Linked DNA regions of Drosophila melanogaster: region 2 is linked to region 1. A link is a contact called in public HiChIP or PLAC-seq data. All regions are on one chromosome and are shown on one strand. The core of a region is the stretch at or near the end of the contact, and the rest is flanking DNA. Distances in the headings are between cores, read along the strand shown. Region 1 holds the start of His4r (Histone H4 replacement). Region 2 holds the start of Rad17.

Region 1 (2,730 bases), core at 170-2,669:
TGCGGCGCAAGCAATCGGAGTCCATGTCACTCACAGAAGAGGCCGGCGACGGAGATGCCGGCGGTGGTGGAGGCTCTGGCGATTTCGGCGACCAAAATGTCATATCCCCGGCCAATGTCTACATGTCCCTGCAGCTCCAGAAGCAGCGGGAGCAGAGCGCCTAGGGGTCGTGACTTTAGGTTCCTCCATTCAAAATCCCCGCAGCCATTCGCAGCCGGAGCAGCGACACCACAGCTGGCTGATACGCCGAGCAGTAACAACAACAACACCACTACCACCACCATCACACCCACAACAAAGCAGCCAACTCGATTCGATAGGATCCCCACTGGGAGAGCTAAATTTGCAGTCATACTCCCGGGCAGTAGCAGTAGAAAAGGGAACCTGCTCCTTTTTGCACGTCCTGCCATCTGCGAATTCAAGCTGCACCAAAAATGTACAAAAATATACTTTGGTCTTACTAATTTCCATTAAAGATTTATTATTTGTGTGCTCCCTAAGCGAGTTTGTTGGACCTTATTTTCGGATGATTAACCGCCCCAAGTCAAAATGCACATATGCATGATATTGAGTTCTCTATGTGATATCTTTTGATTTATTTAGTCCGTATATTGTGAAATTATAAAATATTTGCGTTCGGTTAAGTTTGCGTTGAATACTACTGATTAAGATTCAATTGGATCAAGTATTTTGAATGTAGTTAAGTTAACTCCATGGTTATTTATTATGTGGAGGTTAGAGGGCGTGCTTAACCGCCAAATCCGTAAAGGGTGCGTCCCTGGCGCTTGAGGGCATAGACCACGTCCATGGCGGTCACGGTCTTGCGCTTGGCGTGCTCGGTGTAGGTGACAGCGTCACGGATAACGTTCTCAAGGAATACCTGTGAATTTTCCGAGAAATTAATCAGTTTTTCACCACTTTCCCTTCGTTTCGCCAGAACGTACCTTTAGCACACCGCGAGTTTCCTCGTAAATCAAGCCAGAGATACGCTTAACACCGCCGCGACGAGCCAAACGGCGAATAGCAGGCTTGGTGATACCCTGGATGTTATCACGAAGCACCTTACGATGACGCTTGGCGCCCCCCTTTCCCAATCCTTTGCCTCCCTTTCCACGACCAGTCATTTCTCAGTTGCTTCGTAAAGTTGGCTGAAAAGAAGAGAAGACGCAATAAACTGTAAAGCGACGCCATGTTTGGTGAAAGGTAAACGTTCATTTGACAGGTGAAAACTGTTGTTAATAAGTCTGTTTTCATACAAAATAATGGTCTCCAATTATTTTTTTTATGTTTATGCACAAAAAAACTTTGTTGACCGATTCTTCTATTATTTACTTAAATTTCTCAGCAACAAAACTCACTTCAAGAAATCTCCAGAAAATTGCTTGTGAGCGTGACCAGATCTCGCACACCTCAAAATACCTTTCGCAAAATGCGCGTATCTAGTATTTCTATTGTCTCACTACCAGCCCTGGTCAGTTATCGCCTATCGGCCATCGCTATCGCCGCCCCGTTGCGACAAAAAAGATTTAATCGAACCGAAAGACGTGCTCGCACTAAAATCGCTTGAAAACAGGCCCGCAGACCTGCGAAAAACGAAAAAGTGCAGCGCGCATATACTTTTTCAACTGTGCCCCTCTAGCTTAAAATTAAGTCGCGGCGAAAAGTCGAGTAAAACCCGCGGAAATGCGCATGCAAACGGCGTGTGGCCAGCAAAATCGCTGCCAAGGCACCGCACACACACTCGGCCACCCACACATACACACTTAGTGCTGTACTCGAAAAGTGCGAAGACAACAGGAACTCTGTGCCAAAATAATATTAACAGTACCCAGTTATTCCATTCCACTGCACCTGTCCCCGAAACATCGAAATATTCGCGTTACGTATACGCAACGAGTGCTGTAAACAAGTTTGCACAGGCGATAACAATGTCCAAATACGATCTGCTTTATCTAACGGCGCAGCTAACGCTGGGTATGTATTGCACTGCGAGTGTGTGGGTGCATACTTATTGGCGCCTTAATTCCCAGTCGCTTTATTATGTACATATGTACATAATATTATATTTTGTCTCTGCCTTACGATTTTCCTCTGTAATGCAAGCCGACTTCGATTTATAACCATTCGTGCGTGTGATTTTTGATGATATGGGGTGCGTAATGCTATTACTTTATTAATATCACATGGCGCTTGAAAAGTTCATATATAGGGTGTATAGGCTTTGTGATAGCTTTGTCCTATTAACCAACACATCAGAACATCTTAAATTTTCAGAAATTAGGTATAACGAATGTAAATGCTAGGAATCAAATCTATTTGTGAAGTGAATAATGTATACACTAGATACTCTATTAAAGCACCAACAATTGTACTACACAAATGTAGTAAAATATCGTAAGAATTGTTGACAGTGGGTACTACGAATTCATATGTTGAGCGCCAAACGCATACTCGGTATAAATCGATCGGATACCTAATTCCCAATCTTAATCCATGTGTGTGTGCGCTGAGCATTTCTTTGAATGGATTTTGCTGCATTAGGAACTTGTTGTATGGCAGGTTCTGGTTTCTCCCACCCTTTTGCTCCACCGGCCTCCCTCTCTTTCGCTCGCCATAGCCCTCTCTCTTTCTGTGGCGCAGTGCGCTCTCTTCCCTGTTGCTGCTGTTGTTGTTGTTGTTTCTGCTGCTGCTGTTTCCTTTTTCCGCACAAGCGCCACTTTAAACCCATCC
Region 2 (2,944 bases), core at 395-2,894, 37 kb before region 1:
AAAGTCATTTAAAATATTGCTAGGAACTAAAAAAGTATCAATTTTATTTAAACAAAGTTTCACATGTACTGAAAAAAAAACATATAAATCATAACTAGACTTTGCGCTTGCGCTTCGCCTTGGTAGCTCCTTGAGGAGTCGACGTGGCCTGGGCCTCCATTATGGAAAGATCCGGTGTGGAGGCTCCCTTTCCAGCCACCAGTTTCTTGACCGCCTTGACTTTCGGCCTGGCTGCCTTGGGCTGAGCCAGAGTTCCAATGGACTTTCGCGACTTTTTAGTCTTTCCCGCCTCGGATGAATCCGCTTGTAGCTTGACTTTGGTTTTGGCCGGCTTCTTTCCCGCTTCAGGAATCGCTGTCTGGGATGTTTCCAGCATGGCCTGCGCGGCAGCGGATGAAGCTGCTTTAGATGCTGGCGGATTATCCTTGGTTCCATCCTCGGGCTTCTTCTTTTTTACAGCCTTTGTGTAAATAGCGGTTTATTATTATCAATTTATCAAGGAAGCTAATTCTTAAAAAATCTATTGAATTGTTAGATTAGAATAAACCACGTACTTGTTTTGTTTTCCGCTCGGTTGGTTTACTGGATTTTTCCTTGGAGGCCTTCTTTTCCTTCATCTTCGCCTTGGCCTCTTTCTTTTGAATCTTCTCCTTTAAAACTTTCTCAACTTTGGCTTTCTTTTCCTTCTCCTTCTGTTTCTTTGCCTTCATTTTCTCCACAGCCTTTGAGGAGTTCTTCTGCTTATCGGTGAGTTTAAAGGATCGCTTAACCATCACCACTTCGCCGTTGGCTTCGGCCAATTTTAAAGCTCGATGGAGGAGGCGGGCGGTTTTCTTCGGATCCTTCCACTCCTGACCATTGTCCTTTAGGTATGTCATTATGGCCTGAACCGATGAGCCCGATCGGCTCGCCAACTTCCCGATGGCCATAAGAGCTAGGGATATGAGCGTACCCTTTGGTTTTGGGACCATCGACTTGGGGTTGTCAGAATCGGGGGGCACCAGTTTCGACCCATCATCAGGCGGCGGAGTGGGATAGGGATTGCGATCAGCTCCGAGATTATCTGTCTCGACCTCGTCACCGTCCTGCCGATCCTCCTCCTCATCCTCCTCCATCTCCTCCTCATCTTCCTCCGGGAGCTCCTCTTCTTCGCCCATATTGGAGTCTTCGGATTCGGGATGATCATTTGGCATTTCCTCCTCGCTCTCATCATCCGAGCCATCATTGCGTTCAACCGGCTTTAGTTTCATGTTATTAGTTGGAAATTAAATTGAACAAAAATTAGAAATACAACTCAACAACTTTTAAGACACGAAAAAAGGTTAACAAAACGGTAATCGAAAACTCGCAGTAACAATGATACTTTGCAATGACTGTTAATGCACAGAAAACGGGATCAAAAGTTATATCGCAAAGCTTTTTAAGTCGATTTTGTAAGTACCGTTTATTATTCAGATAATTATAAGTATACATTATTGAAATGTTTGAAGCGTTTTTAACCAGAAATTTGATAAATAAAACAATAAATATGTATCATATTTATTAAATAAATAATATATTAAGTAATACAATAGCAAATAGTTCAGTTTAAATAACGCGATTTTTTGTGAAACTTATCGATTATTTATTGAATTAGCAGTGTTATTCCATATGGTAACACTGCTAAAGAAGAAGAGGAGTTAATTCTAAAAATGAGCGTACGGAAGGTAAACAATTTGAAATTTATGTTTTTAAACTGAATACTAAAGAACTAATGCTTAGAAAACTTGGGTAAGATGTGCCTTCAGCGAGATGAACTTGACCACCAGTCCTGCTCCTTCGGAATCCACGCCTGCGAAGCGCACAAGAAGTGCAAGCAATGTGAGCAGCTCCAGAGTATCGAGGTCGAGAACTCCAAGCATAAATACAAAGCCAATACAGATTCCGGACGTGGACTCAGTCGATCTTACTGCCATGGATGATGACCAGGATGCGGACATCACTGTGCCACCGCCAGAAGTCAAAGAAAACTGGATGGAAAGCTTTGAGCCAGCCACCAGCGACGATTTGGCGGTGCATCCAAAGAAGGTCGGAGAACTACGCGATTGGCTGCGTCACTGCGAAGCGGTGCGCAAGAAGTTCCCGGCTCAAATGTGTCTACTTACCGGGCCCACTGGTGCTGGCAAAACCACCACGTTGCGAGTCCTGGCCAAGGAGTTCGGCTACCAGCTGCAGGAGTGGATCAATCCTATCGATTGTGAGGTGGTCAACACCTTGGGTGATCAAACGACTGGCGCCTCCTATGTGGGCTCCCATCTGGAGGCCTTTAAAAGCTTTCTGCTCCGTGCCTCGCGATACAAATCCTTGCTGGACTCGCAAAATAAGAGACTGCTTCTTGTCGAGGACTTTCCCAACGTCCTGCTCAGCGATAAGGAGGTCAACTTTGAAGAGTTACTAGAGTAGGTAAAACCGGTGGACTATGGAATTGAACACCAACTATAAGATTCAACATAATTTAATAAACCCTCATTTCCTTCCATTTCAGAGAGTACACGGCGTATGGCAAATCTCCCCTGGTGTTCATCGTTGCCGATGCCAAATCTCGAGGATTGAATATCAGCTACCGCCTCTTTCCAGACCAACTGAAGGCCAAACATCGCATCGAGCACATCAGTTTCAATGCTATTGCATCTACAATCATGCAAAAGTCAATGAAAACCTTCTGCTCCGTAATGCAGCAGAATAAAGCTACTTACAAGGTGCCCTCGACCGCTGTTGTTGACTCAATAGTTGTCGGTGCCCAGGGCGACATAAGAAATGCGTTAATTAATTTACATTTGAGCTCTTTAAAGGGAGTTTCCAGCATGCCGACCAAACAGCTAAATGTCAGTGTGTCCGCAAAAGGTCGTAAGAAGAAAATGCAAAGTACTTTAAAGTCAATTGGTAGAGATGAATCAATTACTCT

Evidence for each region. HiChIP or PLAC-seq counts read pairs in DNA pulled down with a chosen protein or histone mark.
Region 2: a POLR2A S2P HiChIP or PLAC-seq map of the Kc167 cell line shows a contact between it and region 1, with 1.8 times the contacts expected there. The contact joins the promoter of Rad17 here to the promoter of His4r in region 1. A contact is called at or near these places in 1 of 1 datasets of contacts at CTCF or cohesin (the Kc167 cell line), 15 of 107 Hi-C or Micro-C datasets (the Kc167 cell line, the OSC cell line, the Ras3 cell line and 6 more) and 2 of 6 datasets of contacts at active chromatin or transcription factors (both in the Kc167 cell line).

What each region holds. Positions count from the first base shown.
Region 1 is chr3R:14,624,444-14,627,173 of dm6, reverse strand. His4r (Histone H4 replacement) reads right to left here and starts at 1,419. Exons shown (of 3, transcript NM_169592.3): 1 at 1,359-1,419; 2 at 945-1,148; 3 at 570-880. The coding sequence starts at 1,124. The coding sequence ends at 749. put (punt) reads left to right here and starts at 1,471. Exons shown (of 6, transcript NM_001275645.1): 1 at 1,471-1,974. The coding sequence starts at 1,929. CG7886 reads left to right here. Exons shown (of 11, transcript NM_142121.2): 11 at 1-498. The coding sequence ends at 164.
Region 2 is chr3R:14,661,897-14,664,840 of dm6, reverse strand. It overlaps Rad17, which reads left to right and starts at 1,644. Exons shown (of 4, transcript NM_142125.4): 1 at 1,644-1,706; 2 at 1,762-2,438; 3 at 2,525-2,944. The coding sequence starts at 1,692. BigH1 (Histone H1 variant BigH1) reads right to left here and starts at 1,391. Exons shown (of 2, transcript NM_142126.2): 1 at 555-1,391; 2 at 19-460. The coding sequence starts at 1,250. The coding sequence ends at 95.